2 separate regions of the Danio rerio genome follow, and region 1 is linked to region 2. Evidence: chromatin contacts called from public HiChIP or PLAC-seq data. All regions are on one chromosome and are shown on one strand. The core of a region is the stretch at or near the end of the contact, and the rest is flanking DNA. Distances in the headings are between cores, read along the strand shown. Region 1 holds the start of psmc4 (proteasome 26S subunit, ATPase 4). Region 2 holds the start of mtdhb (metadherin b).

What was found. HiChIP or PLAC-seq counts read pairs in DNA pulled down with a chosen protein or histone mark.
Region 1: an H3K4me3 HiChIP or PLAC-seq map of gastrula embryo shows a contact between it and region 2, with 2.5 times the contacts expected there. The contact joins the promoter of psmc4 here to the promoter of mtdhb in region 2. A contact is called at or near these places in 1 of 18 Hi-C or Micro-C datasets (caudal fin) and 2 of 4 datasets of contacts at active chromatin or transcription factors (embryo and gastrula embryo).

Annotation. Positions count from the first base shown.
Region 1 is chr16:46,224,107-46,231,314 of GRCz12tu, reverse strand. It overlaps psmc4 (proteasome 26S subunit, ATPase 4), which reads left to right and starts at 5,093. Exons shown (of 11, transcript NM_199750.2): 1 at 5,093-5,194; 2 at 6,044-6,142. The coding sequence starts at 5,159. si:dkey-199f5.7 reads left to right here and starts at 1,760. Exons shown (of 2, transcript NM_001128816.1): 1 at 1,760-3,025; 2 at 3,115-3,247. The coding sequence starts at 1,793. The coding sequence ends at 3,213.
Region 2 is chr16:46,136,674-46,143,847 of GRCz12tu, reverse strand. It overlaps mtdhb (metadherin b), which reads right to left and starts at 5,381. Exons shown (of 12, transcript XM_073926541.1): 1 at 4,920-5,381; 2 at 2,266-2,355; 3 at 2,081-2,165. The coding sequence starts at 5,255. The region is part of intron 3 of cep85 (centrosomal protein 85); the gene reads left to right.

The DNA of each region.
Region 1 (7,208 bases), core at 3,844-6,343, 88 kb before region 2:
GAAGGCCTCAGAAAATAGGGAGGGGGAGATTGGAGGGATGGTGCATAGAAGGGGGTAGAGAAGTGTAAGTTTGTTTTAGGAATTCTACAGATTTCTTGTTTTTATTGCTATGTATTTCATGTGATCTCTTTGCTGATAGGACTTCTATTTTTCATATACATTTGTAAGTTTGTATAATATCTGGAAAAAATGCAATAAAAATATTGGAAATATGTTTAATCCACTTAAATTTTAGTAGATTTAATAAAACAACTAAGTTAACTTAAAAAATTTTAAAAAATAAATAAATATGAAAGTGATTTAAAAATAAAAACACACATAAAAAACACAAATAGAACAAAAAAATGAAATACAAAAAAATATTTATTCATTAATTTTCTTTTTGGCTTAATCCCTTTATTAATCTGAGGTCGCCACAGCAGAATGAACCGCCAGCTAATCCAGCATATGTTTTACACAGCGGATGCCCTTCCAGCTGCAAAACACTTGGAAACATTCATACACACTCATTCACTACGGACAATTTAGCTTATCCAATTCACCTGTACCGCATGGCTTTGGACTGTGGAGGAAACCGGAGCACCCAGAGGAAACCCACACCAACACAAGGAGAACATGCAAACTCCACACAGAAACGCTAACTGACCCTGAGGCTTGAACCAGCAACCTTCTTGCTGTGAAGTGATAGTGCTACCCTCTGTGCCGCCATGCTGCTCACAATAAAATCTAAAAAAAGTTAATAAAATGCATGCAGTGCAAACTGCATTGATCTAATAATTCAAGATGTTTCTCTCTCTTACACACACACACACACAAACACACACACACACACACTTTGTTTACTATGTTTTTTTTTAATAGGCATGTCCTTTTTAATGTAAACTCTATAAATGCTTTGGCAATTTGATTTGTAACATTTGTCATACCAACAAAGCAATTATTGAGAGAGAAAGAGAGAGAGAGAGAGAGAGACAGAGGGGGGGGGGGGGGGGTTATTATAAATGAATAATTGTAAATATACTGATTATTATTGTTTTTATTACTGTTTTGAGAAGATACATGAGAAGCTAAGTCTAGAGAAGATACAGCTTCGGATCAGATTAAAACAGCATCATTTTGTGACACTGTATAGCAATAATTCATATTTTTATACCACTGTGACGGTTGCATTAAGGGTTTATTTATTGGATTTATTGGGTAATTTAATAAGTAACATAAATAATACTCAACAACTCGTACAACTACTGTCTTTACATTACTATGACGCTTGGGTTTAGGCTTGGGGTAGGGGTAGACGTTAATAAAATACAATTCATGGGAAATTTAATACATAATTTAATTCTTAACTACCGGCTGCAACCGTGTCTGAGCCAATATAAAATCTGAGCTAGCAAAAGCCGAATTTTACCTCTAGAGGGAGCCACAATTTCACTTATGCGAGTCAGATACAAATCTGACTGCGGTATTAAAACCGAGGTGCAAAATATGCGTTCAGGGTATATTTTAACACTTATATATTATTAAATATACTTAATGAGATTTAAGATGATGTCTGAAAGAACGTCACGAGCTTGAAATGACGCGAACATTCTAAAAGAACATTTACATCATCATCAGAACGAGAGTTTCACCGCATTTCACTCGTGATCGCTGCTTACGGCACGTTCAAGCTACTTTTGTTGCGATAAAATCTTGACTTTAGTCTGTCAATATGTGGTTCAAAAAACAAAAAAGTTCTAGTCAGGTCCTGCCACACCCCCCAGAACATCGAGGAGCGAACTGTCCTACAAATATGGAGGTTTCAGCGAAAAACATCAGCTGTGGTTCCTCTGAGTCTGGCCTAAATGCCAGTGTTGAGCCTTCCTCCTCTGTTCAGCTTCGTTCTGGGAGTCGAACACTGAGGATTGACCAGTTTACTCCTCTCTGTCGGCAACTGATTGCCAGGCGCTCAATCCTGCCTGCTCTGAAGCCAAAAACTGTTCCTGTGAAGTGTGTCAAAAAGCAGATCTTCACAGATGGACATCTGAAAACTAGAGCAGTGAGCGCTCCTAGACCTCAGATCAAGGTTTCAGTGAAAGACATCTGCTACCCGTCTGACCTGACTAGTGTTGACCATTCTCCTAATTCTGGGAGTCCAGCAGTGAGGATGGACACACATACGCCTCACCGCCAGCAGTCTGTTGCTGTGCTCTCAAACCCGCCTGTTCTGGAGTCCAAGTATCATGTGAAGCCTGTCAACCAGCAGAGCTTCACAGATGGACCTCCAAAACATCAGGTGAAGGTTTCAGTGAGAAACATCAGCTACCCTGCATGTGTGTCTGATCTGAATGACAGCGTTGAGATGAAGATGAAGGAGGATGTGCCTGTTGTAAAGGCAAAAGGTGTTCCTGTGAAACCTGTCAGTAGACAGAAGTTCACTGATGGACCTCCTAAGTGTAGAGCGAGCACTTCTAACACTCAGAGGAAGGTCTCAGTGAAAGACTTCCCCTTCCCTTCATGTGTGTCTGGCCTGAATGTCCGTGTTGACCGGCCCTCATCTGTTCTGCCTCTATCTGGAAGTACAGCAGTAAGGATGGATGAACGCTTGCCTCTCCACCGGCAGTCAGCTGCTGTGTGCTCAAACCTGCCTCTTCTGGAGCCACACCGAGTTCATGTGAAGCCTGTCAACAAGCAGAGCTTCACAAACGGACCTCCAGAACGCAGCATGAGCTCTCCTAAACACAAGACGGAAGTGTCACTGAAAAACATCAGCTTCCCTCTGTCTGACCTGAACGCCGGTGTTGACCGCTCTTCATCTCCTCTGGCACATTCTGGGAGTCCAGCAGTGAGGATGGTCAAACCTACACCTCTCCGCCAGCATCATGTTGCTGCTCCCACACGCTTGTCTGTATTGAAGCCAAGCTGTGTTTCTGTAAAGCCTTTCGATGAACTCCCTTCATGTTCGTCTGATCTGAAAGTGAAGTCTCAACTTTCCTTACCCAGACTGCCAGGCTTTACAAGTCGACTAGTGAACAAGCGTGAGTCTGTACGTGTCCCTCTGTTCACTAATATGCCTGTTCTGAAACTAACCAATGTGTCTGTGGTGTTGTGATTAAAGTTCTCATGTGTTTTCAGTGTCCATTTGAGGATGAGGATGTCAGGACAAAGAGGGCTCAGCCAGCAAAAAGTAACCCACTTCTGCTGTCAAGATTCCCCTCTGCAGTCTGTTTTTGAGTTTACAGAACTGCTACAAATCTTCCTTTGTGCATCAATAAATTGATTATTGAAAAAATATATGTGTGCATTTATTGATCTTCAAATGTTGTAATGATCTTAAAATGTCTTTGTGTATTTAACTAAACAGTTCTTTGAGCTTCAAGAAAATAATTTTGTTGTCCATTAAACATCAAACCATCAAGAAACATGTCAATTCACCATTTCAATTTCACCTATAGCTTTAAAAGGTTCAATCGCTGGACATAGATAAAAAAACTGATCATTTAATTTGACAGTTATATACTTATTATACTCAAAGATAATGTTAACAATGCAGCCTAGCAATATGTCAGCCTGTTAAACAGATAGCAATTGGTATTAATGAAAATAACGTGTAAAAGGCAGAATGCATGTAGTTATTATGTGTACATTTTGATTACATTTGGTTATAATATTAGAAGGCTTAAGGGAGTTAGAGGTCTCTTAATGTCTCCTCTTGTTTTCTATAAACAGTTTGTGTTCTAGGGAGACTCCATTTTTCATTTTTACAAATAAAAATATATTTTTTTTAAAGCAAAGCAAGAGATGTTTTTTGAATTTAAACTTCAGCTTTGTTCATATGTGTCAAAGTATACAAGATCATTTTGAGGGAAACAATAATAATGGTCCTAACCTATTTCCTGTTTTACATTTTTAATTTCTATACACTGTAAAACCCAGCAGTCAACTTTATGAAATGAAATGAGTGTCGTTAACGAAAAACTGACTGAAAGTTAATTCTAATTATCTAAAAAGAGTTTTGAACTTAATGTTGAAGGTAATGAGTTAATTTAATACCTCATTACTTCAACTCAAATGAAGTAAGTTCACAGCACTCATATAGATTAGTTTTTTAACTTAAATGGTTTGTAGCAATCGTTTTCCTCAAATGGTTTGAGTCACCTTAACTTTTTGGGCTTTACAGTGTAGCCTCAGAGAATCCAGAAAGAGCCACATAGTGATAATAAATAATGTTATGGCAGCTTTTTTACAATAGACATGACTGAATTGCCTCTTGTTACATGAAATAGTTTGACAACAAGCAGGAAATGCTTATTGGCCAATGACATCGCCACATTGAAATGGTCAGCTTCAGAAATATCTGCTTAATGAAGTTAATAAATTTTATGTTTTGAAGCAGGAGAACATGCTTGTTTCATCCAGATTTAGAGTCAAATTATTCTAAAAATAAAAACACACATAGGCTTAAAAAACAAAACACAATTGTGTAATATGATAAAAGATGAAGAAAAGGATGGCGACACATTGACAGTGGTTAGCACAATCGCCTCACAGCAAGAAGGTCACTGGTTTGAGTTCTGGCTAAGTCAGTTGGCAATTCTCTGTGGAGTTTGCATGTTCTCCTCGTTCATGTGGGCATCCTTTGGGTGCTATACGGTGATGAATAAAGGGACTGAGCTGAAGGAAAATGAATGAATAAACAAAATGCATTGCCAATGCAAATGCATTGATTTGGTACATTATTCAAGATATCACTGTTGTTTACACACACACACACACACACACACACACACACACACAGATATTAAAAAAACTACAAGCAGTTTTAAAAAAAAGTTGAAAAAGGCTGTTTTATTTTGAAAATATTTATAATAATGTAAAAGAATGCATAATGTTTTGTGACAACCATGCTATACATATTTATGCAACTTATGCTTGGGATTCTTTAATGGAAAAAACTCAAATTAATAGCATATATTATTGAGTATTTAGACATTTAATCATTACTGTAATTTTGAGCAATTTACTAACATCGCTGCCTAATAAATATGTCTATATCATTCTTCAAAATGTGTCAACCTGTCAACAAAGCAGAGATTGAGAGGTGGCCTTTAGGACCCGGTGGTTATTTGCGGAAATTGATTTACATCCCACGTCGTGACGTCATGTGCTACAAGCAAACATGGAGGACGGTGGAGTGTTGGTTGAGAAACCTCAGGTGAGATCTTATGATGTAATTTTAACAATTTTACTCTTACAAGGCTGGCCTAAACAGTTTGATCATATATAAATGTTTCTAGTATATGCAAACAATGCCCATATATGACAAGAACACGTGTCTGCAGCGTAAAATAACTGATGAGAAGATGCCGATTCATTCAGCTAGCAGCAAATGCTCAGTCATGCCATTCTCTGACAGCGGCTAATGTTAGCATGTGTGCTCGATTTATAGCAGATAGCCAGATCACAGTGAGCCTGTCAAATTATATTTTCTTTTGCCCATGTTTGTTCTGTATATGTATATTTTACAAAAATACTGACATGAAGTTCATATATTTGTGTTGCAAAATGAAACATCAGTTGAGGTCTTGGTTAGCCATGTAACGTTAGCATAGCAATGAGCTGTGTTTGTGAGTTAGTTACGTTAGATATATCGTTAGATATGTACTAACCTGTGTTTTAACAGTTACACCATAACAGTATGCTGGTAATGCTATCGAATTCGAATGAACACATGTATATAATAATATGTATGTTATTGACATGAGTGTTTTTGACGATAACGGTTTGACTAAATCAATGCATTACTGGATTTTGTTACTTGTAAATTCTGTGTGATACTCGTTTAGATGTCGTTTGTTTTTATACATAAAAGCCATACTAAAGCTTAGATTTTTTAATTTAATAAAGAACAGCAACAGAAAGAATATGGACTTAAGAATTTTTTTATTAAAAAAAAGTTCATGACGTTTAGATTTAATTGAAATGTTTCAGGTTTAATTCAGATTAATGTTCCTGTAATAATGTTTTGATTCTACATGTTTTTTATTTATTTGTTTTTTTCCAGGATGATGTGCCGGCCCTGCTGAATTCCAGGCCACAGACCGGCTTGTCTTTCTTGGCACCAGAACCAGAAGATCTGGAGGATCTTTACAGCATATATAAGGTTTTTATACTTTCTTTCTTTTTTTAACCTTCAGGGGTCCGTTGTTTGTATGTGGATTACTCAATTAGCTGGATTTGGTTATTGAAGATTTTACACGATCCAGGATCATTTCGTTATACAAAACTTATCTGAGAGTTGTTGTCGTCATAGCAGTTCTGGTAGCACAAACCATTCCGGCAGCAGGCTTATTTCATATAAACAGAATTAGATCGGGTCATTTCAAGCAAAGGTAATACTGAAAGTATGTACCGAATGCTGATATTTTCTTACAGTAGTAGGTGTATACACTTGGAAAAACAGTAAAAAGTTGATAGATAGATAGATAGATAGATAGATAGATAGATAGATAGATAGATAGATAGTTAAAAATTCAATCTGCACTTCACAATAAAAGTGCAAAAACTGTCACAAGGTGGTTCCCCCTAAAGGGAATTATTTATCAGTATTATTATTTATTAATTAGGGTTTTATTAATATGGACTTTTTAGACACAAATGTGTACTATTTTAATGTACCAGCTTTAGTACAATTTGTGTATGATAATAGACATGCACAATATTCAACAGTTTATTTATTTTTTTTAAAGGAATAATAATTTATGCAGTCAAAATGCATGTTTTGACAGCCAATATGACGGTGATTTGATGCTTTGCAAAAGTTGCTGACACCTTTACCAATATCAAAATGCTTTGTTGATGCAAAATAAATTTAAACAGCCAAATATTCCTTGCGCCGATTAAAAAACTTGAATAGGCTACTATAATAAAGAATATCCGACTTCAATGTAAACAAAATAAATTGCAAAATACTCGACACATGAAAGTGTAACGCCTGCAGTCCACAACAAAGGTGGAAAGTTATTGCTTGTCACATTTAACAAACTGTTTATACGAGTTTTATTGCTCACATGGATAATTTAAAATTAATTAGCTGATGTCATTACACTGCTGTGCTGTCAGCCAATTGTTGCATTGCTGATCATCATTTTATAATGATCATTTATGATTTCATAAATTAGCCAGAGATCGGTTATCAAGATTAAAAGATCCAGGATCGGTCACATCAT
Region 2 (7,174 bases), core at 4,132-6,631:
AAGTAAAAAAAATTCACACAAAAATGTATTCAAAGCTAAATATGATTTTTCAGTGAAGTTTTTGATAAATAATTTAAGATTCTTCCTGGTGGTACCTTTTTAAAATGTCCAAGTACTCTCCTTATAAAAAATTGTCTTATTGTATTTAAACTTCCACATTCCAACAAATTATGTTTTATTGTAAGAGCAGCCTGGCGGTAATTACATTTAGATGAGTCTTTGTTATTGAGTAAATACAAATGAATCAACCTAAAATGTAAAATTCGACATCTAGTATAGACAGTTTGATCATATTAAGCCTCCTGTTCAATTTCAATTATTCAAAAAAATTTTTTTTTGTATATTTCCCCAATTGATGTTTAAAGAGCCCCTAATTTGCATTAAAAATGTCATATTTAGGATTTGGGGGACTGCAACAACAAGTTGATCTGCATGCACAGTCAAAAAACACTTTCATTGTCTTATAATATACATTTATTTTTACCTAATTCCCATTTAATTCAGCGATTCATTTGTTCCCAAACCCCTCCTTAGCACAATGCTAATCTGCGCTGATTGGTCCGATGACCCAGTATGTTGTAATTAGTCGACTGTGTTCAGCGTGAGACAGAGAAATGCCCACCACGGATTATCAACAACTTTGTAGTAGTCGGAGTGCAGAAGTGCATTAAAGCAATGCAGTTAAACACTAGCATATTATTATAAGTAAAAACAACGACACGCGTTCAGTATTAATCCACACAGTGGCAAAAGCTAAATTTTTCTGAAACTTGCTAATGGTGGCCATAGCAATGATTAACAGCAGTGGATCGCGAGCTCACAAACTCATTTAAATCAGTAAACAAATCGGCACACGTCACGTTTTTAACATGGTTTTAGATGCAATATGAGAATATAAAGAGTTAACCAGATATAGTACAAGCCGCGTGGAGCGGTTACAAGTGTAAAAAACACAATTGAATACATATTTGGCAAGCTAGAGAAAACGAGGCGGCAGCCATTTTAATTATATTTAAGTTACTTGCACTTTTGAAATTGAGGAGGAAACTGATCCATGAACTGTGTACTGATAAAGTTTCTGTCAAGCTCTGAAAAAGTCCCATACATCAATAGTCTTTTCTGATCCCTCTTTTAACAAACGGCTGACGAATGCCCCGTTGTAAGCGTGTAGATTCCTGAAGCACTCGTCAGAAAAATGACGGGAACACAGCACAAGGCTGGGGATATAATGCTGATGTATTTTTGCAGAAATAAACTTCAACGACTGACTCTTCACAGCATCATCCTTGGGTAGAAAAATAACCCTAACTTTACCCTAACACTTTAGAGCATAGCGTCTTTGCGGCATGATTCAACCGTTTGATCCACTCTGAGTCGACTCTTTTATAAATTAATCAATAGTTTTAAACACGGTGCACTTTTATATTTAAGCCTTAGCTGGATATTCCACTTCACTTAGAGCTGTGTTACACACTGCATGGAAGGTCATTTTCAAAAACCCATAAACGGGGCTCTTTAAAAGAGAAAGTTTCCCCCCCTTTATTTTTTTCTTCTGGAGAAAGTGTTGTTTCTTTTAGTTTGGCTGGAATAGAAGTTTTCTTTCAAATGATTCAATTAATATTATTAGCCCTCTTAAGATTTTGTTTTTGAAAAAGGATATTAAGAGGAAAGAGGATATTAAAAGGAAGGTGTCTAAAGTTTAAAGTAACTAACAAAGTCAAATTATGACAAAATGAAACCTGCATATCCTGATCATGAAATATATTAAATAAAAAGTGAGCACACTAAATCCTATAGTTAAAATTGCATATCATCAAATAATTATGCTCTAATATGCTGACAATTTGTGCTTTTTTTTGGGTAACAAAAAACATTACTGTTACAATGAGAAACATTTTAATTAGCTAAATTACACACATTTTTTGCAAAGTAAATAAAGTACAGTATATTCAACGAGTATGTAAAAAAAAAAACAAATACACAATCAGTTACTTATCTAATAATAGGTATTTGATCTCTATTAATTCTGTTAACTATTTATGAAGTGTAGGAATCGTATTAATCAAATTTCATAACGTACCTTCATCAGGCTCTTTGCCGTCAACAGATGTGGAGGATTTTTTCTCTTTTGCAGAAGCTTTTGTCTTTTTCTTATTCTTCTTTCCCTACAGTCAAAAGGAATCAGTATGAATGAATAACCATTTACATTTTTGCGTGAATTATCCTTTTAAATGTCAAAGAAAATGAAGCAGGGCATTTTATTACCTTGTCAGCCCTCACTTCTGCTAGTTCTTGATCGTCTGCCGTTTTAACCTCCTCCTGTGGTTCAACAGCAAGTCCATTCCTCTGTGCTTTCTGTGAGACATTTCAAAAACAAACTTTTTAAAGGAAAGGCAATAGGACGGGTATCAATGTAATGCAATGTATGTATTTTTATTTATACAGCGCATTTATCATGTATGGCCATGCATCCAGAGCACTTCACAATTATGGGGGGTGCAGTGTGCAGCATCTACTTGGATGATGCGACGGCAGCCACAGGACAAGTGCGCTCCCTACACACTAGCTATTGGTGGAGTGGAGAGACAGTGATTCAGCCAATTTTGTGGATGGGGATGATTGGGAGGGCATGATGGGTAAGGGCACATGGAGGGAGTTTGCCCAGGACAACAGGGTTACACTTTACGAGAAGTGCCATAGGGATTTTTAATGACCACAGAGTGTCATGACCTCGGTTTAACATCCCATCTGAAAGACTGCGCTCACTGACAGTATAGTGTCCCCTTCACTATACTGGGACATTAGGACTCACACAGACCACACGTTGAGCGCCCCCTGCTGGCCTCACTAACACCACTTCCAACAGCCCTAACAAACCTAGTTTTCCCATGTGGTCTACCATCCAGATACTGAACAGGCTTATCCCTGCTTAGCTTCAGTGAGTAACCGTTCTTGGCCTGCAGGTGATATGGCTATTAATGCATGTAATAAATGTTACCCATATCCATTGATTGATATATTTTAATTCGTTTTGACAGGTGTTAAATAGATCATCTGAGAATAGAAAATGCTGTTTCAAATGTGAATGAATCATTGTTTTTAACAAACTCTTTTAAAGGGGACCTATTATGAAAAAAAAAGACTTTTTATAAGGGGTTTAAACAGTTGTGTGACAACAGTCTGTAAATATAACAAGTTTCTAGTAGTAAAAATGTTTTCTATTTTAATAGAATCTAATCACACTTGACAAAAAGTGACTTTATAACTCAGAATTGCGACTTTATAACTCAGAATTCTGACTTCATCATTTTTTTAAACATTGTATTTATTTGTTTTTTTATTTATGGAACGGGCTTCTATATACAAGCAAAACGATGACACTTGCAGGAAGTCAATCTTTTATGTCAGGGGTGTCCCACAAAGTTTAGCTACAACCCCAATTAGACACACCTGAACCAGTTACTTAAGCTTTTTCAAGGTATAGGGGAGAGTGGGAGACAAAGTAACACTTTTTGGTTTTGGTCAAATAATAAAGTAATGGGGTTAGACAAACCATTTGTTTTGTTTTTTTACCAACAACTCACAAGCCTCTCCTTCAAATGAGCACTGAAAGTATGATCGCCGGACCTATTGTTTCTGTTCAGTGTTGCCAAAAGTGCCAGGAGTAAAAATGTTACTATTTACCCCACCTGGAGAGCAAGTTGTGACAGATGAGGTTAGTTGTAACACATGATTATAAAGGCAGATTACACATAATTAATTTAAATCCAGTTTACTTTAAATAGTAGCTATATTTGCTCTGTGCCTAGCTCAATTATTTTTTTTATTGTACATAGTACAGTATGTTTATTTATTTATTGGATAAACACATTTGGATTATTATCCATTATTATATAAATGCTTTTATTTGTCGTATCAGCAATAAAAATATTTTTAAAATCATTTTATTTAAAGTTTGCAACATTACACTCGAAATTAAAAAAATATTGTGTTAGTTTAATTGGTGTCCAACAGTGTGTGGCTTAATTGTAACACCCTGTTACAACTAACCCCGCTGTGTCGTGTTTTCTTCAAAACTGGCAAATAGTCACTGTGTGTTTCTTACATCTTTCAAAATGGTTTCATCTTTTAGCCTAGAAGACGGTGATCACAACAATATAAGATTTCACGTTCATATTTCACAGATTTTTTTTAAATAAAAAAAATTGACTAATAAAAACGGTTTATGCTCCAAAAATGGTTTCACCTGAGTTTCTCATCCAAATTTCGCCGAACTTTTTCAGTAATTGGCAGGAAGACATCTGCCGACACTATGGTGAAAACCTCGGAAGCATGCCATGGTTAACCCTGAGCAAATACCTTAAAACTTATTACATTTTACCCCACATTACTTTGTGACCCGCGCTCCCCTACTTAAAATTTAGGGCGTTTGGACACCCCTGTTTTATATAAATGAATGAAAACAATTCAAGTCACCAGTGTCTGTCTTGTTAAACACAAAAGAAGAACATCTGAAGAATGTTGGAAACTAGTAGTAAACCACTTCCGTTGTATTTTTTTACTCAGTATACACATTAATGCTTAACAGTAACCAGCATTCTTTAAAATATATTTTGTGTTAGACAAGAAATAAAGAAAAGCATTACGGTTTGGAAGCAATAAAATGGTGAGTTAACGTTAGTTACCATTTTGGGTTAACTATACATTTATCCTGATGCGGCCGTGAACGACTCAATGATTATTATTTTTTTATATATATGAAAACGATTCAATGACTCACTCGTCTCCACCTACAGGCACGTAACGACGACACCTGCAGCAAATGAATCGTTTACGTCAACGAATTCAAAAGAACCGAGTCACCAGAAATGATTCGAAATCCATCCCAGACAAGCGGTAAATATAGGCGCAAGTCAAACCTTCTCTGCATTCTTCTTTCTGTTCCTCCTCTTGGGCTCATCTGCCTTTTTCACCGGTTGCGCTGGACCCGTATTTTCGGCGGAGTCTCCGGTCTCTGTCCCTGCGAGTCTTTTGGAGAAACCGCGACAAACGGACACCCATAAGACCAGCAGGAGAACCAGACCGGCCCAGGCCGTTAAAAGCAGCAGCCATGGAGCGCAGAGATCAGGATTCAAGCCCAAGTCTATTCCCAGCTCAGACTTCAGATAGACGAGGCCGGTGGACAGGCTTTCTCTGACATATCCCGTTATCTGCTCCACATGCTGCGACGCGATCTCTTGCCAACCCGGTGCCATTGCAATCTATTGTGCTGGCACCGGCGTGCAATCATTCACAAAATCAACTCTTTAAGATTAATCATACAGGAAAATGCATCTCTGTGCCAGTCGCCTGCCCCCAGCGTGCCACCGCCGATTACGGCTGCTTCTGTTCGGTCATTGGCCGAGGCTAAGTGAACCGATTCGCAGACAAGCTCCCCTTATTGGCCTGGAGTGCATTTGAGGGGAAAAAGCTGGGATTTTGAGGCTATCCTGGCTGAATTTAGCCTTTACTCAGTTGCATGAAAGCAGGCTAAATTAAGTTACTATGGGGATTTATTTTCGCAAGAACCAGGCTAAGATTATTCCTAGTGATTTATATGTTAGTTTCTTGGTCAATGCTACAAGAAATGAATGTGTTTTACAACTATACTCCATGCTCTTGGCTATTCCCATATGAAGAGTTAAGATGCAAAAACCTCAGTGCAGACCGAAATTTTCATCTAAAATTAGCATTTTTTTTTCTTAAACTGTTGTGTGTTGTTTCAGTAATTTTACTTGTAGTGCAAAGAATAAGTTGCATTTCATAAATCGCATTTAAAGTAAAATAACAACATAAACATATAGGAGGCTGAGAAAAACAACTGTTAGTGGAAAATTTCACATTGTCTTTGCATCTAAACTCTTCATATAGTTTCCAACAAATTTTATTAGCAACCATTTTAATTTTTTAGTTTATAGTTTATTTTTATTGGGATAATGAAAATATATTAAATAGACTTAACTAGAGTTGTCATGGTGGTGCAGTATAGCCTCACAGAAGGATGCTGGTGTTCTCATGGGTTTCCTCCTAGTGCTCGGGTTTCTTCCACAAGTCTAAAGACGTGGTATTGGTGAACTGGGTAAGCTAAATTGTCCGTGTATGAGTGTGGATGTCTCCCAGTGCTGGGTTGCAACTGGAAGGGCCTCTGCTGTATAAAACATATGCTGGATAAGTTGGCGGTTCCTTCTGCTGTGGCGACCCCAGATTAATAAAGGGACTAAGCTGAGATGAAAATAAATGAATGAAACAATTAAAGAAAAATCCTAAATGAAAGCAATACGTCATAGATGAAGGTTAAAAAAGCTTGATAAAATAAACAGATAAAATAGATGGGAAAGTGTTATAATATAAGTGCAATAATCTTCACAATTAATTCATTAGTAGCGTGATTGTCCACGTTACACACACAAACATATATATATATATATATATATATATATATATATATATATATATACATACACACACACCCTTGTCCCCTTTGCATATTTGTATTTATATATTTTCCTGTATTGTTGTAAGGCATAATATGTGTTTGTTCTATCATGTTTTTTTATCTTATTATTATTATTATTATTATTATAAATTGATTTTGTTTTGTGTTTTTACTTTGAATATTATTATATTGATTAATTCAGAGAGAAAGAAAAGGTGAGCAGATTGTGTTCTGCTGCTAGATTTGGAGCAGTTGATGTCTAATGATTCTATGTTTTTGGTGCTGTGGCTCTCTGGCTAATATCGATCAATAAAAAAGACGAGTTAAAGTAAGATAATATTATTTGATTGCACTTAAGTGTTAGTTTAAAGAAGCTTCACATGATTACAACAATAAACAGGATATATAATAATGCAAACTTAATCAGTGAGGCAAATACAAATAGTCATTTATTAGCATAATTCCGTTTAAGGCTGATTCAGTTTAATAATAACTGACCAAAGTTCATACACAACACTATTTAAATGGCAGCTCAAAGAGTGAAACATTCAAGGGGGTCTGAATCGTTTCCATACCCACGGTATATGTTCAGTTTCCCACTTCAAAGTGGGTAAAACATGGTGTAAAACATATGCCAGAGTAGTTGGTGGTTCATTCTGCTGTGGTGACCCCTGATAAATAAGGAGCTAAACCATCCAA